7 separate regions of the Mus musculus genome follow, and regions 2, 3, 4, 5, 6 and 7 are each linked to region 1. A link is a contact called in public promoter capture Hi-C data. All regions are on one chromosome and are shown on one strand. Each heading gives the region's core, a stretch centred on a gene start, on an enhancer-like site or on the middle of the called end of the contact. The rest is flanking DNA. Distances are from core to core; before and after follow the strand shown.

Region 1 (4,154 bases), core at 997-3,496:
TTGTAGACCAGGCTGGCCTCGAACTCAGAAATCTGCCTGCCTCTGCCTCCCAAGTGCTGAGATTAAAGGTGTGCGCCACTACCACCCAGCTCCCCACCTTAATGATAATGGATTGAACCTTTGAACCTGTAAGCCAGCCCTATGAAATATTGTCCTTATAAGAGTTGCCTTGGTGCCTGTTCACAGCAGTAGAACCCTAACCAAGACACCCTTTCATGAAAAAAACCCTCTCCTCCCTCAAAAAAAAAAAAAAAAAAAAAAAAAGGTTCAGGGAAAGGAGAATAAAATGGGATGCTTTTTGAATTTGGCTTTGGACAGTCAATAGTTAACTACTGAGCTGTATAGTCTTGGCTCAGCATCATCCTCTTAGAAAAGGGTTGGAAGAAAGGAAACATGAGTGAGCAGGGTACTTTTGGATAGCTGTTCTTCTATCCTGGTGTTCAGGGGATGGAGGTCAGACATGGCTGGGCACTCAGTCCAAACTCAGTGTCACCTTGTAAAACTGAGGTCACTATTGTCCAGGGCCAGAATCTGCCCAAACTTTACGGCACCTGCTGGGGCCAAAACAGTAGTCACAGACCCACTACATTTGGCTGCTGCAAGATATGTCACATGAAAACATCCACACACCAACTCTTCACTTTCTAAGAAACAAATTTTTAATAATTTATTTTATTTTTATTGTATGTACATTGGTGTTTTGCCTGCATGTATGCTTGTATGAGGGAGTCGGATCCCCTGGAACAAGAGTTACAGACAGCTGTGAGCTGCCACATGGGTGCTGAAACCTGGTCCTCTGGAAGTCCAGCCAGTCCTCTTAACCACTGAGTCATCTCTCCAGCCCTAGAAATAATTTTTTTAACTTTGTGTGTGTGCACATATTCAGGTATGTGTGTGCAATGCCATTTTTGTGGAGGGCAGAGTAGAGTCTTGGGTGTTGGTTCTAGCCTTCTACCTTGTAGTCTGATCACTGCTACACACTCCCAGCTAGTTCATCTGAGAGGTTTTGGAAATGCTTGTCTCTGAATTCTGTAGGAGCTTGGATTACAGGATAATTACAAACACAGTATGACAACTGACTTGTGCCACAAGAACTTTACCCACCTAGGCATCCCAGTCAGTTTGCTTGCCACTGTGGTACAATCACTTCCCTAACATCCCTAAAGGTCCTCCTTACATAGTCACAATCACACATGGTGGCACGCAGAAGGCACAGTACTCTGCATCATCCAGCCATAACTGAACATTCACTCAGGGGCCAGTCACTCTTTAGCAAAGATAGTCCACACCCGCATACACACAGTATTACACACTGTCACAAAGTCCTCCTCCTTCTTTCTCCCTTCTCTCCAAGAACACAAGGATACTCACGCACTGCCGACGCAGAGCCACGGACACAGAACACTGCACACAGTACTACACAAGGTCACTTAACCCAGAGATACACAGTCACAGCTACAACTATATCCACACAACCCCAGGAATAAAGGTTATCGAGCACACAACACACTACAGGACCACGGGATACCACTTCCACAACCACAAGATCCCGGAACACATAACATCACATATGTTTGCACAGCAACAATCAGATATACACCTTGGAGACAGGTGATTACAACAGCACACTACTTGTAAGCACTGACAACCGGTCACCACCACAATCAAAACCACAATTAGAATCCCGCAGCCCAGTCCTGCTTCAGCGTGCACAACCCCGTTCAGGACACGCCTGTTCCCCACCCCCGTTCAGTACTCCCCAGACCATTTACCTTGGGTCTCAGTAGAAGGCGCGCGCATCCTGCTTCAGCCAAAGGTAAAGGTTTCATCAAAGTTGAGCTACAATGTCAGCTCGCTATGGACTCTGGGAAACGTAGTCCATAGCCACATCAGCCCCGGACAAAGATGGTGTCCTTTCACCTTGGGGTCTGGGCTCAGTGTATTATTGAGACGCCGCCCGTGAAGTACCAAAGAGGAAGTCCCCACTCCAAACATCTTACCAGGCGTGAGCTTATTTGGGTCCAAGTGACAACAATCTACTCTAAGAAACCCCAAATCACAAGAGGCGGCCAGGTTTGTGCGTGGGAGACGGATAAGCAACCCGCAGTGCCTTGTGGGAAGTGTAGTCCAAAGTCGTAAAAGCAGTATTGCTGATAATAGACAACAGCCTGGCTAGGCTTCAGTGAACAAGCCCTGAGATGTCGCGGAGACTTCTGGGAGTGCTCACTCACTCCCTGAGTGCGCAGACGCAGGGGCAGCGAGTGGACATTTTGGTCTTTGTCCGCGGGTCAGCACGGCCGTCGTGTCCACGTGGCGCCAAAGTAGGAGGTGGGATCTGGGCGTCCTGGGTCGGTGGGTTCGGGAGGTTGGAGGGCAGTGTTTCCGATCTTTGGAGGTGTAGCGCGGGGTTCAGGGAGTGGGCTGAAGAGCATTGGATCTTGGTGAAGGCGGAGGTGGGGGCCTCTGAGGAAAGCTTGAGCGTTTGAGACCGAATTTGACTGCAAAGTTTGACCCACTATTTGGAATGATTGAGTGGGTGTGGAGCTGGGTGTAGGATTGTGGGTGGCTATGCTTCACGAGGCAATGAGGAGACCCATGTTGAAGTATCACGTCTGCGCGGTAGTTCCCGAGTCGAAAGTGCTGATAATTATAACGGGGCCATCTTCCCGAAGAGCATCCGTTTTATTTGATTACTTGAAAGGTGGGATGAAGCTAAGGGTTAAATACTTTTAAAACTGTATTTATTGATGGTGAGTTTTATACGCAAATGCATTTCGTGATATGTGCAGAAAGCCTTAGTAAACATGTTTAGATTTTAAAAGACGATCTGTGTACTAAAACGCGGTTGTTTATGAATGGAGGTAGAATACAGATTACTCTGTCATGCTTAATTAAGGAAACATTTGGTTTGGAATTGTTTGTCCCGGGGGTGCCAGCCATAGACTTCATTTCTGATTTTTGAGGTACTTTAATAGAGCTGTTAGGCAAATTCGAGTTTCGGTTTGAAGAGCGTCATTTCACTAAAAACCCAGGATTAAGGGGTCTAATTTAGATTTAGGTTAGGCACAGTTCCTCATTTAAAGCATATATATATATATATATATATATATACATTTATTTGTGTGGGCATGCTTGCCACAGTCGGTTCTGTCCTCCATCATGTGGGTTTAGGGTCGGAATCCAGGTTGTCAGCCTTGGAAGCAAAGCGCCTTTGCACACCCCCCCCCCCAAGCTCTCTCACTGGTCCATGTTTTTAGTTTTTTGAAAAAAACTTAGTGATTACTGTGCTATATCGTAGATGTCATAACTCCTTCACGAGTACAGTTCTGTGAATTGTGTAGCACATGTGAAAAACTACTTCTCCCTGCTGTGGCAGTCATTAAAGACATCCGCAGCTTTGGCTTTTCTCCTAATGGTAAAAGTTAAGCAGTACCTGATTAAGATTTGCAAGTGGGTAGCTTTCAAATTTATGAATAGCTGCCACTAGTTGATACATTGTAAAAACAAAAAACAAAAAAACGAAACAAAAGTAGTTTTTTAAATATCACTGAAGCTGGACACATACACACCTTTAATTCCCAACACTTGGGAGGCAGAGGCAGTTGGATCTCAGAGTTTCAGGACCCCTTAACTACACAGAGAAACCCTGTCTTGAAGAACAAAAACAAAATGACAAGAAATCCCCCAAAGAAAAGCAGCTAGAATGTGAGGGTTTGCTTGTTGCAATTTTTTGGAGGTAATGTGTATTGACTCTTGACTGGGCTATATCCCTAGCCCACAGTTCTGGAAATTGATGCTACAAATGTATCTACTATGTTTGAGTGAAACAATACAGACACAAGTTTGCTCGTGACAGCAAAGTTTAGCCTAGAAAAGTATTAGAAACATTTCATGCTCATCCATTAAAGGATGGTTCGGTTGACCTATGATAATAAGCTTATCCAGTGGTCGTGCAGAAGAATGAGGAGGGAGCTTTATATAGACACTGAAAGGTCTCAGACATAGTAGGACAAGGTTCAGAATATAGACTTGTCAGGAATAAGGTAGCTGTCTTTGAATTTCTTTCTATTGGGGAAAAAGCTTCAGGATAGATAGATGTGTGTGTATACACACACACACACACACAGAATGATTGTTACTGTGGGATAGGGGGT
Region 2 (4,154 bases), core at 534-3,033, 2.9 Mb after region 1:
TGGAACTCACTTTGTAGACCAGGCTGGCCTCGAACTCAGAAATCTGCCTGCCTCTGCCTCCCAAGTGCTGGGATTAAAGGCGTGTGCCACCACTGCCCATTATATTTTCTTATATGCTATTTTCTTTCTTTCCTCTCTCTCTTTTTCCTTCTTCCCTAGACAAGGTCTGTGATGCCAGGCTGGTCTTGAATTTGTGAGTGCAAGCAGTCCTACAGTAGTAACCGAGCAGGCAGCTGAGCCTCCAGCCATGCACTCCCAGGCTTGGCTTTTCAATCTCTCGGTGTTAGCTTCTCAAGAACAGGGATTACAATGGCCCTTTCCCTCTTTCTCTCTCCCTTCTTTACCTTTCTCTCCTTTAAACAGGGTCTCATGTAGTACAGGCGGCCTCAAACTCTCTATGTTGCCAGGAATGACCTTGAACCCTTGATCATCCTGTTCCCTCCTACCTACATCCCAACTGCTGAAATTCCAGGTGGGTGTCCTGGCCACCTCCTTTCCTTTTTGGAGGGTTGGTTGCAACACATTACTTTTTGTTTCATACATGTCTGAACAATCTTGCTGCGGAACCTAAAGTCCTGCCACCTCACCTCTCAGCCCCCACTCCTCCATCAATAGAAGAAATAAACACAGGCCTAGCCTACAAGACCTTGCTCACATCAGGTTCTCAATAAACAGTAAGGTCTACGTTCTGTTTTTCCTTGTCTCTCTCTCCCTCCTAACCCTGTCTTTGATTCACCCTTTCCCTTGCTTCACCTGTAAATGTTCTCTCTGATCGAGGTCACACCTACCCCCAAAGCTGGCCAAGCGACTGATGCGGGAGGCAGGCACCTTGCGTTCACGAGAGCGATCACTCAGCTGAGAAAGAGGAGAGGTGTGAGGTAGGGAAGGTGGACAAGATGGCAGAAAAGCCCTGCAGACTTGCTGCCACTTTCCTCAGACTATCATGGGGGAGGGGGAAGAGGAAGCAATGATACCTGGGGCCGGGGTGCCTTCCTGAGCCGGGCCTCCCGTGCCCTGCGAATGTCATCTTCACTGAGGCCTCTTCCAGGCTGGTCTTGATGAACACTTTGGGCCAAGCAACTCCTACATGGCCCCTGCAGAGAAGTGGATTTTAAAAGAATGAAGGTCTAATCCTTTTTAGACCCATCTACATCATTTTACCTACTCCCCACCCCCCTTCCCTCAACCTCTTTTCCTTGGAGGCCCCCTCCTCAGCCTCTTACCCACCAGTGGGGCCTAGGTCCTAGGGCCCCCCCACAGGGCAGACGAACAGCCCTGCCCAGCGGTCCACAGGTCCTGCGCAGCATGGCACCTAGCTCCAGCCACATTGCCTAAGAAATAATAAGGATTACAGTACTGGGCCTCCTGCTTTGCGCTCTTGTTGGAAAAGCCCCCCTAACCCCCATATCTTTTCCCCTTTTATTTCCAGGTTTCTTCTAGTTACCCCCCCCCCCCCAGCCCGCCCACGTTGCTAAGAACTCAAGTTTTCCATAAGCGCCTCCCCAATCCCCACAAAACTCCTCGCTGTTGCTAAGGTTCTCTCCCGTTGCTAGACGTCCACAGAGCCGCCAGGACAACTCTCTACTTCTCAGCGCCCCTTTCGTTGCTAGGCATCGCCTTACCCTGGGCTGTTAAGCATTCACAATTCCTGTGCTGCCCCCTGCCTAGACACCCCGTTACGACCCCGTTACGGGGCACCTCCCCCGTTGCTAAGCACCCAGTCCACCAGGTTTAGGCTCCAGGTCTAGCACCCGCTGGGCCTCTTAAGCTTCCGGGAACGTCCGCACACCCGCCCCCTTTGATCAGCTAGCCAATGGTAGCACAGCAGCTCGCCGACGTTTGCAAAAACTCACCCCGCTGAGGAGGCGTGGCAAGGGGTGGAACCTAGGCTAAGGCTCTGTGGGTCTTCTGTGTTAGTCGGTGCGCACGTGAGCTCATTGTACTGACCAATGGTCCTTCTTGACAGAATTCTTCTACCCTCCTTTGTCCCTCTCTGTCCCTCTTTGTCTCTGTCTCTCTGTCTCTCTCTCTGTCTCTCTCTTCTTGCGTCCACTTCCCACCTGCTGAAATTGCAGGTCTGAACCATTATATCCACTTACATTTCCGCCTGCCAAGCTCAAAATCTATCCTATGTATTTGGACATCCTCCCCCAACCCCTGCCACCACGGATGCACGAATCCAGGGCCTTGTGCATTCCAGGGACGATTCTTGACCACTGAGCCACAACCCTAGAAATCTTTTTTTTTTTAAGATTTATTTATTTATTATATGTAAGTACAGTGTAGCTGTCTTCAGACACCCCAGAAAAGGGCATCAGATCCCATTACAGATGGTTGCGAGCCACCATGTGGATGCTGGGAATTGAACTCAGGACCTCTGGAAGAGCAGTCAGTGCTCTTACCCGCTGAGCCATCTCGCCAGCCCCAACCCCAGAAATCTTTAAACACATATTCTTCCAAGCAAACATTTCCCTTGCACATGGAGCCTCTCCACTTTGTACCAACACCCACGTCCTGGCACCCAGCCTCCTTCCTGGCACATATAAATCCACTGCCTTGCTTAGGAACTCTTCTCTGCCTTCACCATGACTCCCCTTGGCGGCATACTGTGCCGGTGTTCCCTCCTGCAGTCTACTCTCCACTCTGCCTACTTAGGAGATGGCCCTCAGTGGGAACCCTGCTTCCTTAAGGCCTGACATTTCCCAGAACACACTCAGTCAAGATTCCCAGCGCTGAGTCAGGAGCCTTGGCATGAGAGAAAATTGACTCACTCCTCTTGCTGTCTGGAATAGAAACAGCTGGTGGCTGGGACATCTTTCCCACAATTGAAGAGATGTGTTCCTCACGGCACCCTACTGTCGCTGTCTAGCCCCACCCCCTTTGTTGGGAAAGTCTGTCCCTTTACTGTGTGACCTCAGAAGAGCCCTCCTCCTTCTCTGGACCTCATGTTCTCTAACTTGTATGATGTCTGAGGTGGGTTCCCGTATCTGACTTCTTATTAGCCTATGAAGAGATGACTCATCCTGAAACCTTGGGCCTGTGCCCAATGTCCCTCCAATGGGTGACTCAATTTCAAGATTGAAAGCACCTCCAGTCCTCTTCCAAAGGTGAGGGTCTGACTCAGGAGCTGCAGGCTGCTTGCCATAAGGGACAGGCTGAAAAATCACCTCAGTGGATAATCCCACAGGGCCACTGCTCACAGTGGCCTCGCACCACAAACTCCATGTATCTGAGTTCATTGCAGATGACATAAACAAGGGCAAGGAAAGGGTAGAACTTGAACTCAAAGCTCTCCCTGGTACACTGGGATCATGAAGGCAGCCATGGTGGTGCATGTCTATAATCCCTGCATTTGGAAGAAAGAGGCGGGGAAAGCAAGAATTTAAGGCTATCCTTGGTTTTGAGGCTAGACTGGGCTACTTGAGACCCTACCTCAAAATAAATAAGAGGAAAGCATGGAGCTGCAGGTATATGTCAGTGATACAGCATGTGTGAGCCTCGGCATTAGAAAACAAGAGGTATCAGGTGGTGATGGCACAGGCCTTTAATCCCAGCACTCAGGAGACAGAGGCAGGAGGATCTCTGTGAGTTCCAGGACAGCCAAGAATACAGGGAAAGTCTATCACACACACACACACACACACACACACACACACACACACACACACACACACACACACAAACCCCCAAGGTGCTGGAGTTGGGGCTCAGCAGTTAAGAATGCTTGCTTTTCTTCCAAAGGATCCGAGTTCAGTTCCTAGTGTCCAGGTAGCTTCAATTACCTGTAAGCTCAACTCCAGATCTGATGCCCCCTGCTGGTCGCCAAAGGCACCTGAATGCACCTGCACAGGCACACATGTACACATAAGTAATTAAAGAACCAACCAACCTTGAGGTAATGATCTAGTGTCAGAGCCTAGAACATAAGTCCTCTAGACATGAAATCATCTTCATTTATTTATTTAAAAATCTAAGACCCTGCCAGGCATGGTGGCGCACGCCTTTAATCCCAGCACTCGGGAGGCAGAGGCAGGCGGATTTCTGAGTTTGAGGCCAGCCTGGTCTACAAAGTGAGCTCCAGGACAGCCAGGGCTATACAGAGAAACCCTGTCTCGAAAAAACAAAAAAACAAAAACAAACAAACAAACAAAAAT
Region 3 (4,154 bases), core at 431-2,930, 2.8 Mb after region 1:
CACGCACGCACACGCACACTGGCCTTTCACTATTAACTCATTGTCTGTGTTTCTGTTTATTCTTCCTTGCCTGGCTGAATCATTGGGTCTTTGCTTCTTGATCTGTTTCTGTCTCTACGCCCCACCCACTTTTCCCTTCCCATCCATCTCATATCGCTTCTCTTTCCATACCCTTTTTTTTTTTTTCTTCTTCCATAGTCCTTTCTCTGAAAGTATTTCTCTAAAGATATCCCAAGCCTTGCTCCCAATAAAAGGGCTGGGGGCAATGTTGGGCAAACCCACTCCTGGAAGTGCTCCTGGCTTAGGAGGGTTCCCCCCCCCCTTGAGGTGAGGAGGCCAATTTAATAGTAGTGACAGCCTCTTCCACCCTCTTCCACCTAGTTTGCAGGAGGCCCGAGCTCTGCTGAGGCAAAGGCGGCCCCGAGGGCCGTGGGCCCGGGCATTGCTGAAAAGAAGGCCCCCACATCGCGCCCCTGCCGGCCAGGCCCGGGGTAAGAACATCCGCCCTTCCTCCGTGTAGGGGGTGGAGGGGGGTGGTTCCGGGCCAGATAAAGCCGTCTGGTTCCCACGGTGCTGCCGCCGCCTACCAGTCCCCTATTGTAGCTTGGTCCACCCCACTCCCCAGGATGCGGCCACCTCTAGGGACCCCTGCGTCCGGCAGTATGAGGTGAGCCAGGGACAGAACTAGACGCAGGCCAAAGGCGCTGACCCATCAGGGTGGGGCCGGGAAGCCAGGCGTCCGGGCTCCCGTGGCTGAAGAGGGGGGCAACTCGCCCAGCAGAGAGCGAGGCTGAACCAGTCCAGACAACAAAAGCGATTGTGCGGGTTGGCGCCTGCCCCGGCACAAAATGCCCAAGATTGCGGGACGGCTGGGGGCCAAAGACCTTTCCCTCTTACATGCCAGACCGTCCCTTGACCCTACTTTTACTACAGCCCGGTACCCCAGATTAGAGCACTCTATAGACTCAACTACCCTCAGAAGCCCTCTCCTGCTGTGTGGCCTTCAGCCCAGATGCATCCCCCTCCTTCCTAAGGTTTTCCAGATGTGTGCCCCAGGCCAGATGTGAGGACCCCCGCCCACAGCTTTATTCATTCTGACCTCTCCCACCAGGTGTAGAGAGTCTTGGTGTGCTGTGGCGTCTTCAGGTGTAAGCGCCTTAGTCTCCTCTCCAGAATTCAGCTCCTCTAATTCCTTTATGTGTCCTGTACACCGACCCTTCTCGTCACCCACAGATGTACCATCTTGCTGCCCAAATGTGCCATCCTTGTCCTCTATCTAGATGAAGCCTCTTCCCCCCCACCCCCTACCCCCGTGCCTGGTCAGAGGATCAGTCTTCAGCTGGCTCCCCAAATGCGGCCCCCATTACTCTAATGGATTTCCTCTCAATGGATTCAACTCTCTCTGGGAGCAAACCCGCCCGCCCCCACCTGTTCCCTTCCCTGCTACTCCCCATAGGCCCCATCCACTTGTTGGAGCACGGGTGGGAGCAGAGGGGGCGCCCTCCCCTCCCCCCTGCGAGTCTAGCGCCCAGCCTTCGCGCCTCTGGCTAAGCGCCCAGCCCCACGCGCCCCCGCGCGGCCGCCCGGGAGGGAGCGATGGGGAGGGGGGGCTGAGCGGGGGCGCGGCCGCCCTCCCCCGCGGGCGGGCGGGCGAGCGGGCGGGCGCGGCCGGGCCCCTCGGGCGGGCTGGGGCGGCGGCGCGGTGGAGCGCGGCGCTGCAGCCATGGCGGGCGGCGCGCAGCTGCTCTGGGTGTCGCTATTGGTGCTGCTGGCGCAGCTGGGGCCGCAGCCCGTACTGGGCCGACCCCGAGAGCGTCTTCGCGTGCGCTTCACCCCCGCTGTGTGCGGCCTGCGTTGCATCCACGGGCCCACTGGCTCCCGCTGTACCCCGACCTGCGCGCCCCGCAACGCCACCAGCGTGGACAGCGGCGCGCCCGGCGGGGCGGCCCCGGGGGGACCCGGCTTCCGCGCCTGTGAGTGCGGGATGGTGCTCCCAAGGGAGGAGTGCCCGGAGGGAGGACCCTGGAGACAATGCCTTAGGGAGCAGGAGCCCAGATTCCATGTACAGAAATGCTGGGGACTCCGTGGGGTCTTTGAGGAAGGGGGCTCTGAATTCCTTATTTGGGGAGTGGATCTCCAGGGCGCTGATTTCAGGAGCATTGAGTGTTTTTGGAACTGTGGTGTCCCACGTGAACGGACTGAGACTAGCTTTCATCCCTTTCAGTCAAGGCGAGGATCTTAGGATCTGGGAACTTTTGAGATGGGGCCCAAATTCGCAGACTGTGCGTAGTGGGTCAGCAAGGAGTGTTTCAGAGTCGCATGGGGTGGTGGGGCATATCTCAAGTTTCTAGGTCTGTCTTTGAGTGGGGGAAGACTAGGAAAGTCTGGCATGGGACTGCTTGTGATGAAGAGCTAAGCGGGAGGGGACCCAGGAAAGACGGGGTGCCTTTCGGCAAGACCTGAGTTACAGCGGTTCCACGTGCGACAGATATCCAGATAGGAGGCCTGAGGAAAGGGCGCCCCCTGGGGGAGGAAGGGACCGGCTTGCGCTTCAGCTTCCTCTAGACAAGGGGAGCATTCTGGGGTTCAGGTGAGGTCAGGAGGGTGCGCCACCTGCTAGCCCAGAGTGTGGGGATGGACTTGGGGGTCGGGTTTTCATTGCTTCTCACCCCTTACGCCCTCCGGAATGGGGAGTGGGGCCCCTGGCGCCGAGAACTCGCCCAGGCTGGCCCCCAGCCAGCCCAACCCGGCCGGCGTGAGCTCATCTCCCGCCCGAGCCCCCGCCCGCTACCACTCCCTCTCTCCGCCCCTTCCTCCCTCCTTCCTTCACTCTCTCCCGGCCCAGCCCCAACTCGCCCGTGCCAGGCGCCGTGCCCAGACGGGTGCCAAACCCCTGGAGGCACAAGGAGGAACATGTGAAGGCGGGCTGACCTCGGCAAGACCCCTATGTCCTTAGCTTCCTGTTCTTCCAATGTTGTGGGACATGAAGTTAGTTTTGCCCATTTAGCAGCAAGCCCTCTGATATGGGCACCCTGAGCTGGGAGTCTGTATTCAAGGCAAGGGCAGGCAGTGAAATGACTTAAGAGACTAAGAAATGCCCCTAAACGTGGTGGCTTCCTCCCATCTGAGACACTTCCATTTTTCCAATCTTGCTTCTTTGCTGAGCCCTTCTTAAGCTCTGCCCTTAAAAAAAAAAAAAAAATTAAGGTACCTGGAGTCCAGGTTTAACGCTCCTGACAGGAAATCCGGGTTTTTGGATCCCGGATCCAAAGGTCCCTCTTCACCCAGGGGCAAACACTACAGGAACTCCTCCAGCCCAGTTTCTTCTCCCTCTTTGGAGGTACTCCTCCAAGCTGCGCCCCTCCCAGGAGAATTCTAATATTGTCACCCAGCGGCTTCTCGCTTCCCCTGAAACATTCAAGCATGAGCCTTAAGTGGAGATACTTCTCCCCCTCCAACATCTCCCCCGATTCTCTTCCCACGTAGCTTCATTTTTCCTTCTCTTTCTAAGGTAGCCTTCCCAGACCTATCCACACAGGGCCATTAATCAAGACTCGGGGCAACCAGATCCTTGGCTAGGGAGGAGTAGGACTTTCCAGCGATTCCTAAGGTCCCCGCAACTTGAGAGTTTTAACGTGCTAGAAACGATCAGACTCCACTTCTCCTTGTCCTCAGCTCCCTCACATGGGCCACACCCCCGCCTCCAGAAAGTACTAGTCCTGTTTTCTAGGCAACTCTCCGAAAGGACTTGAAAGACTCTTGGTTGAGAGCCTAGATTTGTTCTGAGCTAGCCTCACCCTGCCTCCTAGAAAACTTGGGTTTTCTTTGAACCTCAGAGTACTGCCTCCATGCTCATATCTTCCAAAGACGCCTGTCCCTTGATTCGTCTAGACTGAGGTGGCTCCCCTCTGCCTCCTTTTGTATGGCTGTGGCTCAGAAAATCACACACACACACACACACACACCTCCCAGGACAGCCCGGGCTGTCTGCTCCCTCCTTCCCCTGAGTGCAGCTGTCTCCAGCTGTTTTCGGCAGCCCCATGGGAGGAAGGGAGGGGGGTGCCCTCGAAAGACACGTCCGGCCTCCTTTGGCTCAGCAGTCCGGGGCTCCCCAAGGGTCCGGAATGCGGAGACGACGCCCTGCCTCCGCTGCA
Region 4 (4,154 bases), core at 531-3,030, 2.7 Mb after region 1:
ACTTGTTTTCCTTGACTGTGCAGTTTCTTGGGCACGCTAGGCCGCTAGGCCGTGGGGCCTACTGAGCCACGCCCCCCTCAAGCCTCTTCTCACAGGTGGATCCCAGGCAGGCGTTTCATCTCTGAGAGCTATATCCCCTAATCCCTTCCTGCCTTTTTTTTTTTTTTTTTCCTTTTTCTTTTCTTTTTTTTTTCCTCTTCCTGTTTCTGACAGGTTTTTCTGAGCCACAGGGAGAAAAAGGCCAGGCCTCCCGGAAATCCTTCGTGTAGTTCCGACTGTGACCAGCAGGGAGAGCCATCAGTAAACAGTGGTATTGGGGATTAAGGTATTTAACAGGATACTCCACAAATTCATGGTGACACAGCATTTGTCAACTTCTCTCTTCCTTTCCCTGTTCCTCCCTAGAAATGATTTATCAGCAGCTTGCTTTTGTTTTGTTGTTTTGACATAGGGTCTAAGGTTGCCCACGATGGCCTTGAACTTGCTGCGCAGCCAAGGATAGGTTTGATCTCCTGAGTCTCCTACCTCTGCCTCTCCAGGGGTGGGGGAAATTACAGGTCTACACCACCACAGCCAGCCTGTAGTTTGTTTTCTCTGGGAGGCCCAGGGCGCTCTCCTTTGCCACGAATTAAGGCCCTCATTAAGTCCCTGGGGGAAAGGATAGCCCATGGGGGGCGGGGGGATGGAACTTCTAGAAAAAGCCTCACCCAAAGCAGGAGCTGTGCTGGGAACCAGCAGGGACTGGGCTCTTTGTGGCCTCCACCCTTTTGGGGCACTCTGATAGTCAATATCTTAAGAATCGCCAAGGCTAGCAAGGGTGTGGCTCTTTATCTGGAACTTTCACGTCTGGTCCAGAGTTAACTTCTAGACTGAGGAGCCAGGGGATGATGGGGGATCCTGCGCCCTCCCCTCGGGAGGCCCCAAAGCTCAATGTCCTTCCCAGGACTTCAGTTCTTGGACTGCCCCTCTCTTATAGGGTGATCACCTCCATTCTCTTTGAAGTAAGTTGCTGCCTAACCTTTTCGATTTTCTGTTCCAGTGACCAAACTATGAGCCTGCAGACAGTTTTTTAGTGCTTAAGACCACGGACCGGAGTTCAAATCCCGACACAGCCATGTACCAGCAAGTCCTCTCCGCCTCAGTTTTCTTATGTGTCAAGTGGGGTAACACACTAGTTCCCATTCCAAATGAGGGTCACCAGAATTTTAACACGTGTAAGGAGATGGCCCGGCTGGCTGGATGCCAAGCTAGTCCTGGCTCAGAAAACCCTTTCTGGGTGTGCTAACTAGGACCACCACCACAGTTACGACATTTCATAAGAACCCCTGGTTTGCATAGAACTGTCAGAGGAGTCCTCCAGGTTCCCACAGTTAATTCCTTTACGCCTTGAACCCACATAACGCTGAATGTCAGAGTCCTCCATTTGTGCCCCCGTGACCACTTGCTGGCCCACAGGCTGGGGCACACACCGCCCCGTGTGGTCTCCGCCCGGCCCCCAGGACGACTTTTCCCAAAACTCCGCCCGGTGTTCATGACTTCCCCCACCCGCCCCGGCTCCTGCCTGCTTGCACCGCCTGCGCCAGTGTGGTGAGCCCGGTCCTGCCGGTGGCACCGAAGATCGCGATCTTCTTGACAGTCATGCTGCGGGGTCCAGGGCCGGAAAAGCTGAGAACTCCGAGGACGCGCGGGAACACAGTGGCTGCGAGGAGGCGCGCTGCGGGTCCTCCTCGACCCAGAAGGAGGGGGCGGGACCAGACAAGGTTCCAGCCTCCGCCTCACCCTCCTAATTTGGGTTCAAAGGGCGGGACCGAGGCGACCACGCCTCCCGCTGGAAAGAGCATGAGTAGGCGGAGGAGTCAAATTGCATTTCCAGAGCCCCTTCTCCGATAGGCGCTTAGACGTAGAAGCCACGCCCCTTCTAGGGAAGGGAGTGGGCGGTGCTAGAGCAGTTTGTCACTTAGCGCTCTGCCTACTAGAGACAGCCACCCTTAGTGGGCGGGGCTGAGCGGGGCGGGGCCGGCCGGGGCGTTACGCCCACCGTGCTCTCTTTGCTCACGCCCCCTTACAGACAGGCTCTGAGATGGTACTTCCCTCTACCAAAGCGTCCTCCCAACAAGCAAGAGGGGTGTGTGGGGTGATTTTGTGCCTGTGTGACCCTCAGTGACCACAAGGGACAGCATGGTTGTGGGCGACACCCGGTTTCATTCCTTGTGTTGCAATGTGAGTTGTGTATAGAGATCATTAATGTTATTTGGCGTCCATGGGGGTGATACTGTGAGGGGTACTCAGCCTGTGTGATATGGTAAGCTGTAATGGAGTGTGATACTTTCGGATTGGGAAGGTTTGGGACACCACATGGGTGCGTGATATGATCCCATTTATGTGTGACTGTGTGTGACATCAACTGAGATTCCTTTTGTGTCTTGTTGAGGCTCTGATGTATGGGTGTGTAGCAACACAGGGTGTGTCATCTTTTGTGCCTAGGCAACTGGTGTGACATTTTAAGCGTGTAAGACTATGCGATTGTGAACTTTGTGTTGTGTGAGCGTAGATACTCTGTGACACCTTGGAGGTGTGTGACATGCCTGACTGTATGTGCTATTGGTGGTGGTGGCTGTATGTGAGTGTGTCACAGTGCGTGGTCCTGCAGAGCACTATTCCATCCTGTGATACTGTTCAAGTGATTTCATGTGACCCTTATTGTGGTGGTGGCAGTATTTGAGTAACAATGTATGTACGATCCTGCAGGGCACTATTTACTGTATTGGTAACTACTGGTGATATCTGAGTGTCACTGTCAGTGGTGGCTATATCAGAGTGTGTCACAGTGAATGACCCTGCAGGACACATTCCAGAGAGGAAAACATTGCAAGTGACTGCGTGTGACAGACAGTTAGAAGGTTTGACCCTGACTGACCCCTTACGAAGGAGTGACACCATGAGAGTGTGCATGTGGAGAGAGTGTGTATGACGTTGCCAGGGGCCCGGTGTGTGAGTGGCAGTGTGGGAGTGTGTGACGCTGCCTCGAGCGCTCGCGAGCGCGGCTGTGCATCACACGCGTGGCCCGGTGTGTGACAGCGCGGGCGGCGGGGCGGCGTGCGGGAGGGGTCCCGGGGGCGTGCGGAGCGGCTGCGGCGCGTGGGGGGAGGCGCGGCGGCGGCGGCGCATGCGGATCTGGCCGAGCGGCGGGCCGGTGGGGCCGAACAGAGCCGGGCCCGGCCCGGCGACGAACGCCCGCAGGGAGGGCGGTGCTGCGCGGCGAGCATCCGGGACCGCATCGGCGGCCGGCGCCCAGGTGAGCGGCGGTGCGGACGGCGGCCCCTCCCCAGCATCTCCCCACCTGGCCCAGCATCCTCCCCCACAAGCTGGCGACCTGAGCCCTCGGATCTGTTTAGCCGGATAGAGGCTTGCGATCCAATGAACCCCTCACCCTCACCTAGCTCAGCCACTGAACCAGGCGTGGGTCACCCCAAGGCCTTGTCCTTCCCAGGCCCCCCTCCTCCGCACGGTGACTGGACCACAGGGGCAGAGAGGCGCGGCTTTGGAAGGGTTAAAGCCTCGGATCCCACTCTCAGCTCAGCTCCCCACCGGCTCTTGCTGGATCCCGCAGGACCCCTTTCCCTTTGCACCCCGGAAAGGCCAGAGCTGCAAGCTGGGCCCACAGAGAGCTCGCCAAGTGCTAAGCGCCTCCTCTGGCCCAAGTATCCTCCATTGGGGAAACAGTTGTGACCACCCATTAATAGGAAAGGAAATCAAAGCACAGAGAAACCGAGTTCCACACCGCCAGAATAAAGCATTGAACCCATCTCTTTTTTGACTCTTGACCAGACCCCCGGACTTGCTAAGATATGAGACCAAAGAGGGAAAACTCAGAGCTGGCTGGCTGTGTGTGTCAGTGGTGGAGCACATGGCTGTGTGAGGCTCTGGATGGAATTCAGACACTATGAGAAGAAAAGAATAAGGAGAGCTATGGATTGAGGCTTGGCGTGTACCAGATCCCATGGTTGCTGAGTGAGCAACTCATTTCATCTCCAGACCTCTGTAGGATTTTCACAGATGAAGACCAGATAGGGCAAGTGACTTGGCTGGGGTCACACAGGTAGCCATGTGGTCACTTACAGCTTTCTATGAAAGAAGAGAAGAGCAGTGGTTTT
Region 5 (4,154 bases), core at 1,230-3,729, 2.6 Mb after region 1:
TGTGCATGAAGACCTGAGTTCAAATCCCCACCACCCACTTTTTATAAAGCCAAGCACTGGGGAAGTGAAGATTGGAGGATCCCTGGAGCTCATTAGCCATCCTGTGTGCCCAAATGGGTAAGCTCCGTGTTCAGTGAGAGACCCTGATTTAAAATATAAGGTAAAGAATAATTGAGTAAGACATCCAACTTTAGCATCTGCAGGCGGGTACCACATGCTCAGCCACACGGACATACACACAAACACAGAGGAGTGTTTTTAAAAGTCCATCTCTTGCACTGACTCTCGGAATAGAGGAAATTGACAAAATTAACATTTTTAAAAAGACAGCTCTCGGGCTGGTGAGGTGGCTCAGTGGTTAAGAGCACCAACTGTTCTTCCCAAGGTCCTGAGTTCAAGTCCCAGCAACCACATGGTGGCTCACAACCATCCGTAACAAGAGCTGACTCCTTCTGGAGCGTCTGAAGACAGCTACAGTGTACTTACATATAATAAATAAACAAATCTTAAAAAAAAAAAAAGACAGCTCTCAAAACTCAATTCTAGAAATACCATTTACAGAATCCACATGCTACGTCCTTCAAGGTCTTGAATCCAAAGCACCAACCATGCTTACAGCTTTAGAATCCCAGCATTCAGGAGGCGGTGTAATAGCACCATGAGCTTGAGGACAGTCAAGGCAAAAGCCTAAGGCCCTGTCTCAAAAAAGCCAAAGAAGGGGTGGAAAGGTGGAGAGGAAGGGGGGAGGGGAACTTAGACCCAACCCTGACCTCAGGCAGGTAGCTCTGCTTTCTGGGACTCCCCCTCTTGGAGCCATTTAAGGACGGTCCCACTACTGCTCATCATAGCAGCAGGTACCTGCAGTCTTGGCACTTGGGAAGTTGAGGCTTTTGAGTTCCAGGCCAGGTGTGCTCCGTGGACAGCCCTTACCTCAAAAAGCCGAGGGCTGGGAAACTGCTCAGTGGTGGGGCACTTGCCTAGCGTGTGCCTGGCCTGGGTTCCATTGCCAGGACTTTAAAGTAAATGATAGGACAACCTACTCAAAGGTGCCTGCCATCAAGTCAGACAACAGGAGTTCTGTCGCCTGAACCGGCATCCCACTCGGAGAAAGAGAACTGACTCCCAAAACTTTTCCTAATCTCCACAGAAATGCATGGGCAGGTACATCAATGGGGAAAAAAATTAAAAACAAGTACCTCTGCTTTTCTCCTGGGGGGGGGGGGGGCGGCAGGTGGGGAGGGGCAGAGAGATAAGTAGGCTAAGTAGGTAAAGGCCACCAGGCCAAGCTATCCTCTGGTTTTACATACAGTGTAATAAAACATGTCATTTAAAATTAAAAAATATATATATTAGAGGGGTTAAAACAGCAAACTCAAAGTTCCTACAACTACGTCTGACAGGTATTCATTAAATCTGAACTAAACTAGTGACAGACTGGGACAGTTGTAGACCTAATGTAAGTTGCATGCAGATGTGAGGTGGAAACCAAGTATATAAGACTATTTAGCCACCCTGGCATGATAGCAGAGGCTTTTAATCCCAGCACTGGGTAGAGGGGCAGAGGCAGGCAGTTTATCTGTGAGTTCAAAGCCAACCTGGTCTATGTAGTGAGTTCCACGACAGAAAGAGCTACAAACAGAGACCCAGCTTCAAAAATAATAAATAAGTAAATAAACAAACAAACACACAAACAAAACAACTTTTCAAGTATCTTTCATTTACTGCCCACAAATGAAGAGGAATGTTCTATTTCTATTGTATTTCAAGTTAAGGTTCCCTTCTCCTGGCTAGGATAACAATGCAAAATGCCCCCTTTTAAATTGAGGAACATGCATTAGTCATTATTTTAAATCGCTATTTCAGGACTCAGGAAAGAGGCAAACAATCTTCTTGACTGTTGTTTTGCTTCCTTTGGGCTTCCCTCCTCTATGTTGTTAGAACTCTCAGCTACAATCCCGATCCACCGAGCTGTTGGTATGCCAAAGACATTCATCAGGATCCACACGACGAACATAGGAGCCTGAGATTATCGGTTTTCACTAAACAGAGAAAACTTGGGCTCAGAAAGGTAATGACACAGGCCCAGTTCTTGCAAAGGGAAGCTGGGATTAGAACCCAAACCCGCTGGCCTGCTAGCTCGGGCAGCTCCCGCGCGGGTACCCATCATCAGTGCTAACGAGGATGGAAGAGTAACATGGAGAGCTCTGAGAGCAGAACGGGTGTGCACGACCTGACGTCCCATTACACGGGTTCTACGGTCAGCTTCTGGGCCCCCATTGTACAGAAGAGGAAACTGAGGCTCAGAAAGAGAAATCATTTATCTGATCGTACAGTATGGGCTGCGCGGGAAGTCCAGACCCCCGGCCACCCCGTATCTCCATCCCTAACCTCCTCCGTCCCAGTCCCGCACCTCACCTGGCACTCTGGGGCCCGCACCCCCACGAGGCGCCCGCCCGCCCTCCGGGTCGCGCCAACTGTCAGACACTCCTCCCTCGGCCTGGGCCGCCCGCCCCGGAAGTCCTGCCCTTGATACCGGAAGCCAGACTGCACCTTCCACCAGCCGCTCTAGCCCTCCTAGCCTCCAACCAGCAAGAGAGTGTGGGGCGGCGACCATCACATGACAACACAGAGCCTCGGTCGCGAAGAACGCCGCCAATCAGAAAGGATCAAGTCTAGCCCCCACCCTGCCCGCAGTCTAGCGCGACTGCGCCTGCGCACAGGTGGGCGGGAAGGCGGGGCTAGGTTCTGGAGTAGAAGACTCTGACGTGCAGGTACTGTGCGATCTGGTGCGCGACACCTTGGCTGCCCTCCCTGTGTCACCCTCTCGTCTATAATGCATCTCTTCTATATCGTCCTTGGCCCACTTAGGTGCCCTCATCCCTTCTCTTAAATCATACCCCACTTAAATCGTCACCACCCCTCCCCTTCTGACGCCATGACCTCTCTCACATCGCCCCCTCCTTTAAGAAGTAATTTTTGTTTTTTTGTTTGTTTACAATTAATTGAGTATCTGTGACTGCATTTACCCGAGGAGATCAGAAGATGTCTAATTCCCTGGATTTGTAGTTACGAATGGTTGTGAGCCATCCCATGTGAATGCTGGGTTTTCTAGTTCAGGTCCTTTGGAAGAGCAACAAGTGCTTTTAACTGCTGCACCATCTCTTCAGCACAAACATTGTCCTTTTTATTCATTTTCATTCCCCTTAAGCCCTGATTGGCCTTATATGCTCAGTTTTCTCTTTTTATGTGACAGGGTCTCCTTGTAACCTCAAAGTATGTCAGCTCAGACACGCCCCTGCTGTCCCCAGTGCTCCGCTGGTCACTCTTCCATCTTTGTTAGCACTGGGTACCTGTGCGGGAGATTAGCATTCAGTCACCAGTGCAACTCAGGCTGGCCTTGAATTTTAGATCCAATTGCTCAGCCTCCTGAGTGTGGGGATTGCAAGCACTGATGAGCCGGTCTCTCTGTCATCATTGTCTTAGTCACCCACACATCTCCTTCATGAAACCCCCATTTCCCCTAAATCTCTTCATACCAGTTATTCTTGTACTTCCTGTTTCCATCTCCCCTTAGATTACCCTCAAATCGCCCTGGTGTCTCCATCTCTCCACTAACACATCTGTATTCAGCATTACCCACAAGGAGCCACCCAGCCTTATAGCTTTCCCTCCTCTGTGGGTACACGTTTCACATATTTCCATGGTGTGGGATATTATATGGTATTCTATGGTATCCCAGGGTCCCAGCTTCACCCCTAAACCTGTGGGAAACCCAGGCCACCAAACCATGCCTCTCCAATTCCTGCTTTCCCATTTGTAAAATGCACAGTAGCCAACAGGTTTGTGTGTCTGTAAACCCAATGTCCAGGAGCTAAAGCAGGAGGATCTCTACCTCAGCCTCTGATACATTACAAGTTCAAGGCCAACCTGAGCTACACGAAACTGTCAAACAACAACAAAAGCGCATGGGGACACTACCAGGAAAATGTGAATTCTGAGCGTTTGTTCATTTGTTGGCTGAGCCTTGTGTAGCTTAGGCAGGCTTTGAATTCCATATGTAGCCATATGTGGTCTTGAATTCCTGATCCTCTTACCTCTGCCTATAGGTGTTTGTAAAAATGAATTATTATGTTTTAGCTAGCCTATATAAAAGA
Region 6 (4,154 bases), core at 498-2,997, 2.5 Mb after region 1:
GCACACACGCGCGCGCGCGCACACACACACACACACACACACACAGGCATTCAATGCCAACCAAGCTGCACATGGAGAAGCTAAGAAGACAAGTTGCAGGGGTCAGTTCTCTCTTTCCACAACGTGGGTTCTGGGCTCAAACTCCAGCTTGGCCATCTCACCAGCCAACAAGCATTCTCGATAGACCCCTAGTTTCCCTAAGCAGACAACAGGAGACTTGTTAGTCAGCTACAGGAGTAGTATCACTTCCTGTGATCTTTTAGCATCAGTGTCTCAGAATCTGGCTATGAGAGTTCTTAAAATTCTTCTCTTCCTTCCTCTATCCAGAGTCTCAAGCCATTTAGGATCACCAAACTGGAAAGACCCAGGATTCTACCCCCTGACGTTTATAGTTCTTGGACAAGCCACTGACGTTATACAGGACTCACCTTCTGCATTCTATACATAGAAAGGCAGCATTCTAAAAACATGGTGCTGAGGATAAGTTAGAAAAATATATAGGCAGGTAGAGAAACGGCCTTCCTGCCAGGGTTGTTTCCTTCCTTAGAGAAAGGTTAGAAGGACAAATGCCTAGGCAAAATGTTAAGATGAGAGGACCCATAAGTCTTATAAAATGCTAAACACAGAGCCCTTGTAACGACTCCCAACTCAGCGATTGTCAGCTTGCCTCAATAAAGCTCCACACACGCACACCTTTGTCCCTCTCAGTCAGTTCTTTGCCTGTCCCACAAATAAACTCAACCAGAATCTTAGTTACCGTAGGGGGCAAAGATGGGTCAGCTCTAAAGGGCATATGCTGCTTTTGCGGAGAACCTGAATTTGGGTCCCCAGCACCCACATGGGGTGGCTCACAACCGCCTGTGACTGAAGTTTCCAGGAGATCCAACGCCCTCTTTGGGTGCGTGCACGCACGCACGCGCGCGCGCACACACACACACACACAATTTAAAAATACGATCACTGACAGTGTTTGTTTTTCAATTTTTCAATTTCTTTTAAACTGCCCTTGACTCTTGCTTTGCCATTTATAATTTAGCAATCTTGAACAAAGTGAGTTTGTTTCTCTGAGTCACCTGTAAATGAGGCTCTTCGTGAAGATTTAATGACATCATCTGAGCAAAGCCCCCACCCCCGGAAACCCCTCCTTTCAGCCCCCTCTCTCCAAACTGAAGCTCATTATAGGAGGCAGAAGAGTATAGACAAGTTCTTACTGCAGATGCCAGTGATCCCATAGCTGGTGAGGCAAGCAAATCTGGCTATGAAATCTTCGAGACAGTACACTTCGCCCTCCAGCCTGCTCCTGCCCAAAGAGGCAGCACAAGTCTGTGCGTTAACTTGCTCCAGTCACCCATTGCTCTCTGAAGCAGGTGGTTCAAGGAGCGCAATGGTCCACGAACGAACTACATTTCCCAGCATGCACTTCCAGCCAGGGACCCTAGAGACTATCCTGCGAACCTTGTCCGAACCGCTTTAGGAGTATCGGTCCGTAATCTCCATTCATTCAGCTCCTATGTTTCCCTTGGCTAAATGAGTCAGTTACCGTGAACTCCAACATGAACGGGTCTCCTGCAGGGCTTGTAGAAAGCGTTGGTTCATTCGCCCTGATAGGAGATAGGGCCTAAGGACCAGGGCTCATGTAGCCTGGGACGAACCCAAGGCCTCGCAGCTTGGGACTACAACTCCCAGGCGGCATCGCGGCGGCAGCATAAACACGTCACTGGACACCGCCAAGAGCCCCGGCGGGGAGAGGGACTTAGGGGGCCGACCAGGAGCCGGCTGAGGAGGATGGGGGCCGCCCACGCGTTCCTCGCGTGAGGAGGCCGAGGGGCGCGCCACCCCATCCCGGGGCGGCCGCCCCCGGGGCGCCGCCATCCCTGCCCGGCCCTGCGGTCGTGGCTGAGGATGCGGAGCCGGGGGCCGCCGGTGGAGCTGCGCGGGGTGAGAGGCGCGGGGAGGGGCGGCCGCTTGCTGCCCTCGGCCTCGGCCTCCGCCGGCGGGCCCCGCTCGACCCGGCCCTCCCTGCGCCCTGACATCGTTGGGGACAGGTGAACCTAACGCCTCTCCTGCACAGCCAAATCCGAGGGATCGGTCCTATCGTTTGAAAAAGGTGTTTTTTAGGTTTTTGGGGTTTTTTTTCTTTTTAATTCCTTCGCTCCAGCGGAGGCCCCTCCCCCAGCTATGGTCCCCAGGAGCCCCCCGGGGTCCGCAGGGACTGTCTCCCATCCCGGCCTCCCGGCCCCGCGCTCAGCATTCCGCGGGCAGCCTGCGTGAAGCGGCCTCCCGCAGCCCCCGGCCCCTCCCCCATGGAGGAGGAGGAGGGGGCGGCGGCCAGAGAGTGGGGCGCGACCCCCGCGGGGCCAGTGTGGACCGCCGTGTTCGACTACGAGGCGGTGGGCGACGAGGAGCTGACCCTGCGGAGAGGCGACCGCGTCCAGGTGCTTTCCCAGGACTGTGCGGTGTCTGGAGATGAGGGCTGGTGGACAGGGCAGCTGCCCAGCGGCCGTGTGGGCGTCTTCCCCAGCAACTACGTGGCCCCCGCTGCACCCGCCGCACCCTCAGACCTCCAGCTGCCACAGGAGATCCCCTTCCACGAGCTGCAGCTGGAGGAGATCATCGGTGTCGGGGGCTTTGGCAAAGTCTATCGCGCCGTATGGCGTGGAGAGGAAGTAGCGGTCAAGGCCGCTCGGCTGGACCCTGAACGGGACCCGGCAGTGACAGCGGAGCAGGTCCGCCAGGAGGCCCGGCTCTTTGGAGCCCTGCAGCACCCCAACATCATTGCCCTGAGGGGCGCCTGCCTCAGCCCCCCAAACCTCTGCCTGGTGATGGAATATGCTCGGGGAGGTGCATTGAGCAGGGTACTGGCAGGTCGCCGGGTCCCCCCTCATGTGCTGGTCAACTGGGCTGTGCAGGTGGCTCGGGGCATGAACTATCTACACAATGATGCCCCTGTGCCCATCATTCACCGGGACCTCAAGTCCATCAACAGTAAGTGGTATCCTCTCTCCCAAAACTCTTCCGCTGAATCTTATGAGGCCAAGCCCAGATCGTTGGAAAGGGCAATGGACAGCAGATGGCACTGCATGGGGCAAGCAGGGCCAGGTGAAGGGGGACTTTGGTTGTATTAATAAGAAAAGGGAAGCTCAGAAAGGTCTCTTTCATTCAGTAGGTCAATGATGGTGTATCCATGGCACTATGACAGTCCCTGTGTTCATTGCCACTTGCAGAGTCTGTCCTCATGATGCCCACAACCTGATCGTGGCATTGGAGTCTACCAGGCAGAGATGGACAGAGCTGGCTTAGTTGAAGCCAGGGCTTCCCAAGCCTGTCACAAAGGTTAACCTTTGTGGTCTTGTCATTGGCAGAGCGATTGTTCTGTGCACTTTATGTTGTTTGGTGGCCTTAGGGCTCTATGCACAAGAGGTCATTAGTACTCTGCAACCCTGCTCCCAACTATCAAAACCAGAAATGTCTCCAAACACTTCCTTGTGTGCCTTGGGATAGGGGTGGGATGGGGCAAATCAAAACTGTTCTCTAGATGCTGCTGGCTCTCCAGCAGAGTGGAGCAGATGAAGGCGTTGGGAAGAGAGTGGCTGATAGAAAACACTTCCAGGCTGCTTTGCCCGGCACAGGTTCTACAAAGCTGGCTGACTGGTTGGTTGAGTCAGCAATGGGCCAAGCAGATGGGAAGGGTCCCTAGAAATCGATCATATCTAGACCAAAAGTATCTCAGGGCATCAACAAATATTAGTGGGCCCGCTATTAAGTTAGGCCATCTCCAAGCAACAAGACACCATGGTTTCTTTCCCTGAGAGTCCTCATCGATGAGACATTTCTTTCTTTCTTTCTTTCTTTCTTTCTTTCTTTCTTTCTTTCTTTCTAGATCATTCTGGCATGTGCTAGATACTCCTAGGTATACAACTGGGAAGACTTTGCCTCCTTGGGCTCTCCCATCCTTGCTGAGCCTCATTTCATATCTTTCATTTTTGTCTTTTAAATTGATGGCCTCAGCCTTGCATTTGGTATTCACAAGGCCAGAGCATGTGCAGGGGGCTCCACAGCAAATGAGGCCTGCACTTCCCTGCCCTCAAGTGGGTCATTCTTAACCCAGGAATGTGAGACCCCTCCCTTCGCCTTCAGTACTTACCCCTCAGCAG
Region 7 (4,154 bases), core at 1,030-3,529, 2.3 Mb after region 1:
AACACGATGACTACCTAGGAACAGCCTCAGGCTGGAGAGGGGTTCTGAGGAAGGAAGGGGTGTCTGGGAGCAGCAAAATCAAAGAACTCCAAGTCAAACAGCAGGATGAGTCAAAGCCAGCAGCCTGAGCTCTGCCCGAGACAACTCAACAGCATGCTTCCTCTCTGGTCTGTTTCCTGGAGCTTTCCAGATAGCACCTACTCTCTCACTCTCTCTCTCTCTTCTGCTTGAGACAGCTCTCCAAGAAGTTCTCTCTTGCTGTTCTAGAAAATTTCTCTGGATAACTCATCTCTTGCAGATCAAAACCTTGTCTTTTATTTTACACATCAATCCAGTCATTTACTCCAGGTTCCCTTTGGACTAGCCAATGAATCAGCATCAAGTGGAACCCACCCCCCCAACCCTGCCCCTTAATTCTTAGGAGACTGCAAACACAAACAACCTTCTTTTTAGAGTTGCAAAAGAATTCAGAGATCTGCCTGCCGCAGTTACACAAAAGATAAACTAACAGGGTGGGACCCTGTACGGAAATTACCATTTATACCACTCGTGGGCCTAAATTAAAGAGTCCCCGGCTGACCTTGAGCTCAGGAATCCATCTGCCCTTTAATGCACAAACAAAAACCATAGCGGGGTGGGATCTCCTACAATTGCCACTCCCTAATCCCCGTTACCTCCTCCCTTAGTGGTTTCCTGACAAGTTGGCTCCTACTGTAGCTGCCTTGGCTCTTCCTGAAGCCCCCTCATATAATTCATACCGCATCCTCATTATTTGAGAAATTATTTGTTTTTGAATCCATGTTTTTAGAGTTCTTTCCCACAGCCTTAAGTGCTGTTCTGAAGGTCCCATTTTGTGGAGACATTAGCCACACCTTGACTCATGCTGTCTTTGATTATCACGGAGACATTATCATTAAGAGGGGGGGACTTTCCTTAAAAGAGGGAATGTACATGATTATACAAACCAGCCTTAGGTCCGGAGCAGCCATCCACGCTTGTGGCCCACATCCCCTGGCCCTGTCCCAGCGGCAATAACCAGGTAAGGAACCCAAAATGACCTCACAGAGCAACAACTAAAGCACACCAGGCCCTTAGGATATGGCGGCACTGCGCTAACAGACTTCACCACAGGCATCCTAAGGTTCCTGACAGGCCTGGAGAGCCTGAGGGGACAGAACCAAGACTCCAACGGGATACCACAGATCCACATCCCTATATTTAAACATGGCATTGCTCATCTGCATCTGGCCAACATTACCCATTTTACACACACACACACACACACACACACACACACACACACAAAATACCTAGTCCTCAAGGATGCCAAATTCAGTGCTATTACTTTCCCACTCCCCAAATCCTCCCTGGTGACCAGACCATCTATCGCCTACATTCTTCCCTTGCTTCGAATGAAGGCCTGTAAAGATCAAAGGCCATCTGAGGTGTGACACCATCAAGATACAAATTGATTTAGTTGAGAGCCCTAACGCTACCCTCTAGAAATTCCTAGTTACAACATCTCAGGAAAAGGTAGAGATTGTGGGAGAAGACGCCACGGATCATTGAAACTAAGTGGAAAGGGCAGGGACAATGTAAGGGACACAATGGTGGAGGTATCAATTCGCCTGTTCCTCCTTCCCTCACTTCCATTCCATATTCTAAAACTAAAACCTCATTTTTCAAACAGAAACAGAAAACTCATTCTTGAATCCACATCCCTCTCCAGCCCTCCTTTGGAATGGCCACCTAGGGAAGCCTGAGTAAGCATGAGATCGCAGACCATATCTGAGAGCATGCTCAATGGCTGCAGCTCTGAGAAAGTCAGGGGACTCAACAAGTACCCTCCCTCCAAGACGACACCCCCGTCCTTAAATTATAGCCCTAAGCTCAAGTCTGAGCCTCGGGGAAAGCTTCCCTTCAGACCCCGCACCTGACCTCCCCTTACTGAAGCTTGGTCCTCTGCTTTAGTCCCTGTGTCCCTGAGAGAAAGCAGGAGCAGACAGCGACAAGCACAGAGACACAGATTATGCAGAGAGCTCAAGGTGTGTATACAGTTAGACTCAAAGACACACACACACACACACACACACACCATACAGCCACCCCACCGCCTGTACACACCCCTCCCAGCCCGCTGGCTCCGGTCTTACTCTGGGGAGACATAAACCAAAAGCCTATGCGCTACTTCCGGCGCGGTGGTCCCGGAAAACACAGTTGTCACAAGCAAAGCCCTGGAGAAGCCTGGAGCGTCCCGGAGATCCCGGCGTGCAACTCGGGCCAGCCCATCAGAAAACCGAGTCCAGTGGCTTGTGGGAGTGCCCACGTGGGTGCGCGCTTAAAGGGGAGGCGCCCTCCTTTGAGCAAAAGGTACTTCCGGTTCTCCGCGTAACTGATTTTCTTTCTCCTGTAGAGAAGACGGAGGAGTCTGAATTCCCTGCTTTAGATAGAAAATGTGACTGAGGACCGTATCGCTATGTACCAACAGAACTGTGTCCGTTAGGCAGGCTAGACGAGCCTCTTAATAAAACTAATCGCATTAAAAGTACTGTAAATCGTCTAAACGCCAAAATTTGCCACATTTAGATTTGAAAAGTCAGACCCAGCTATGTGTTAACTACAGAAAATATATTAAAGATAAATACTCTAGCAGATTCAAAGTAACCATCTTCGCATGATCAAAAGAAAACTCAGGTCGATTATAAAATGGAGGTAGATTAATAAAGAGGCCAAGTCATCAAGTGACAGTAAACATGGGCGTGGTAGCAATGGCTTTTATCCCAGCGATGGGGAGGCACAGCCAGCTGCATGTCTGTGAGAAGAGACCACCGAGGACTACCCAGTGAAACCCTGTCTAAGAACTAAAATACACTCAGATTATGGTGGCACATGCCTTTAGTCACCGCCCTAAGGAGGCAGAGGAGGTGTCTGAAAAAAATTAATTAAAAATAAACTCAGAATACACTCCTACTGTCTTGAAAGGACTAAATAAACTAAAATTCAGAGGATACCCCAAATGTCTCAAACAAATAAGTACATAAATACATAAACAAAATTAACTCAGAGTATACTCAAATAGCACACCTTTAAACATGAAGAGGGGGGAAGTCCCGCTAGAACAATAGGGAATGATAGCAAAATCAATCAACACATTCAAATGTTGTCAATTTAAAAAACTGATAGAACAACACCCTCCAAGAGCAACAGAGCATAGCTGATTTGGACAGCATCTCAACTCTGAGTGAAGTCAATAAAAATGGAGACACTTAAGCTCTAATGACACGAGGGGATCTGGAAAGGGAACTGTTCCTGTACGCTCACCTGTGGGAGAAACGCTCATTACCTGAAGATGTTGCTGTGGAAAGCTTTCTCTTTTATCCTTTTTTCTTGGCGGGGCATCTATTACTTCATATATTTTGTATTGCACTTTTAAATATTAAAGACTCCATCTATTTTGAGTTATCCCACGAGCAGATTACTGAGGTAGGCAAGGAGTCTCCAGACAGACCCAAGTGACTGCTTCTGCAAAGCTTGGGTTTTGTTTCACCGGCTTTTGGATCATTTATAAAGATGCTTAGCCTTCTGTCATCCAATGTGTTCCGTCCTCCTTTCTCTCCACAGTGTGATTCTGGTCGGTCTGCTCCATCTTTCCTGTGTCACAGTTCTTTTCTTAGTGCTACCCCTTATCCTTCATGGAAGTAAAATCAGTTAATTGCCCTCTGTTTTCTCCACAGGAGCCATGGGGCGCTGAATACGTAACTAGAGATTAATGTCCACCATAAGTGTTTCCTTAGCTACAGTCACTTGAATTCTTCCTGGGGTGCTGCAGGCCACATCCCCAGTCTCAGCTCTCAGCTCTTTCTGCCTCTGTCTCCTGCTCTGTGTGTGCATAGCTTCTCCCTCCTCCTCCTCACACAAAGATGCATCTGTGTTTCTTTTCAAGTTTTCTCCTCTCCTGCTTCTGAAGGTGACTGTAGGCATGTGTTGAGAAATCCCTGCATTCCCTTCCCCCTTCCTGATGGACCCTCACTTCACACCCATCCTCTTCTCTTCCACATCTATCCTGTGAGTGAGCCGCCCCTCTCCACAATGAGCACTGATTTCCATACTCTATCATGTTCTTATGTGGGGTTTTGGTTGTTGCTGCTTAGGTT

Evidence for each region. Promoter capture Hi-C pulls out the DNA fragments that hold promoters and counts their contacts.
Region 2: a contact with region 1 is called in a promoter capture Hi-C map of liver, with 6 times the contacts expected there. The contact joins the promoter of Coq8b here to the promoter of Zfp146 in region 1. A contact is called at or near these places in 2 of 39 promoter capture datasets (hippocampal neurons and liver).
Region 3: a promoter capture Hi-C map of pre-B cells shows a contact between it and region 1, with 2.6 times the contacts expected there. The contact joins the promoter of Ltbp4 here to the promoter of Zfp146 in region 1. A contact is called at or near these places in 3 of 39 promoter capture datasets (hippocampal neurons, liver and pre-B cells) and 1 of 484 Hi-C or Micro-C datasets (B cells).
Region 4: a promoter capture Hi-C map of liver shows a contact between it and region 1, with 5 times the contacts expected there. The contact joins the promoter of Blvrb here to the promoter of Zfp146 in region 1. A contact is called at or near these places in 4 of 39 promoter capture datasets (erythroid cells, hippocampal neurons and liver) and 1 of 115 datasets of contacts at active chromatin or transcription factors (astrocytes).
Region 5: a contact with region 1 is called in a promoter capture Hi-C map of liver, with 5 times the contacts expected there. The contact joins the promoter of 2310022A10Rik here to the promoter of Zfp146 in region 1. A contact is called at or near these places in 2 of 39 promoter capture datasets (both in liver) and 1 of 115 datasets of contacts at active chromatin or transcription factors (thymic regulatory T cells).
Region 6: a contact with region 1 is called in a promoter capture Hi-C map of pre-B cells, with 2.9 times the contacts expected there. The contact joins the promoter of Map3k10 here to the promoter of Zfp146 in region 1. A contact is called at or near these places in 4 of 39 promoter capture datasets (hippocampal neurons, liver and pre-B cells).
Region 7: a contact with region 1 is called in a promoter capture Hi-C map of liver, with 6 times the contacts expected there. The contact joins the promoter of Zfp59 here to the promoter of Zfp146 in region 1. A contact is called at or near these places in 4 of 39 promoter capture datasets (frontonasal cranial neural crest, hippocampal neurons and liver).

What each region holds. Positions count from the first base shown.
Region 1 is chr7:30,167,833-30,171,986 of GRCm38.p6, reverse strand. Zfp146 (zinc finger protein 146) reads left to right here and starts at 2,246. Exons shown (of 2, transcript NM_011980.4): 1 at 2,246-2,328. Gm5113 (predicted gene 5113) reads right to left here and starts at 2,112. Exons shown (of 3, transcript NR_157376.1): 1 at 1,773-2,112.
Region 2 is chr7:27,230,642-27,234,795 of GRCm38.p6, reverse strand. It overlaps Coq8b (coenzyme Q8B), which reads right to left and starts at 1,783. Exons shown (of 15, transcript NM_133770.2): 1 at 1,623-1,783; 2 at 1,224-1,331; 3 at 975-1,094; 4 at 789-855. The coding sequence starts at 1,328.
Region 3 is chr7:27,331,174-27,335,327 of GRCm38.p6, reverse strand. Ltbp4 (latent transforming growth factor beta binding protein 4) reads left to right here and starts at 1,680. Exons shown (of 30, transcript NM_001113549.1): 1 at 1,680-1,973. The coding sequence starts at 1,724. The region is part of intron 1 of Gm30543 (a long non-coding RNA gene); the gene reads right to left.
Region 4 is chr7:27,445,604-27,449,757 of GRCm38.p6, reverse strand. It overlaps Blvrb (biliverdin reductase B (flavin reductase (NADPH))), which reads right to left and starts at 1,780. Exons shown (of 5, transcript NM_144923.3): 1 at 1,562-1,780. The coding sequence starts at 1,640. It overlaps Sptbn4 (spectrin beta, non-erythrocytic 4), which reads left to right and starts at 3,169. Exons shown (of 36, transcript NM_032610.2): 1 at 3,169-3,295.
Region 5 is chr7:27,551,615-27,555,768 of GRCm38.p6, reverse strand. 2310022A10Rik (RIKEN cDNA 2310022A10 gene) reads right to left here and starts at 2,479. Exons shown (of 10, transcript NM_175107.5): 1 at 2,416-2,479. It overlaps Pld3 (phospholipase D family, member 3), which reads left to right and starts at 2,551. Exons shown (of 14, transcript NM_011116.2): 1 at 2,551-2,771.
Region 6 is chr7:27,672,174-27,676,327 of GRCm38.p6, reverse strand. Map3k10 (mitogen-activated protein kinase kinase kinase 10) reads left to right here and starts at 1,747. Exons shown (of 10, transcript NM_001290528.1): 1 at 1,747-2,985. The coding sequence starts at 2,304. It also overlaps a transcript of Zfp607b not described here.
Region 7 is chr7:27,836,709-27,840,862 of GRCm38.p6, reverse strand. It overlaps Zfp59 (zinc finger protein 59), which reads right to left and starts at 2,279. Exons shown (of 5, transcript NM_011762.3): 1 at 2,154-2,279.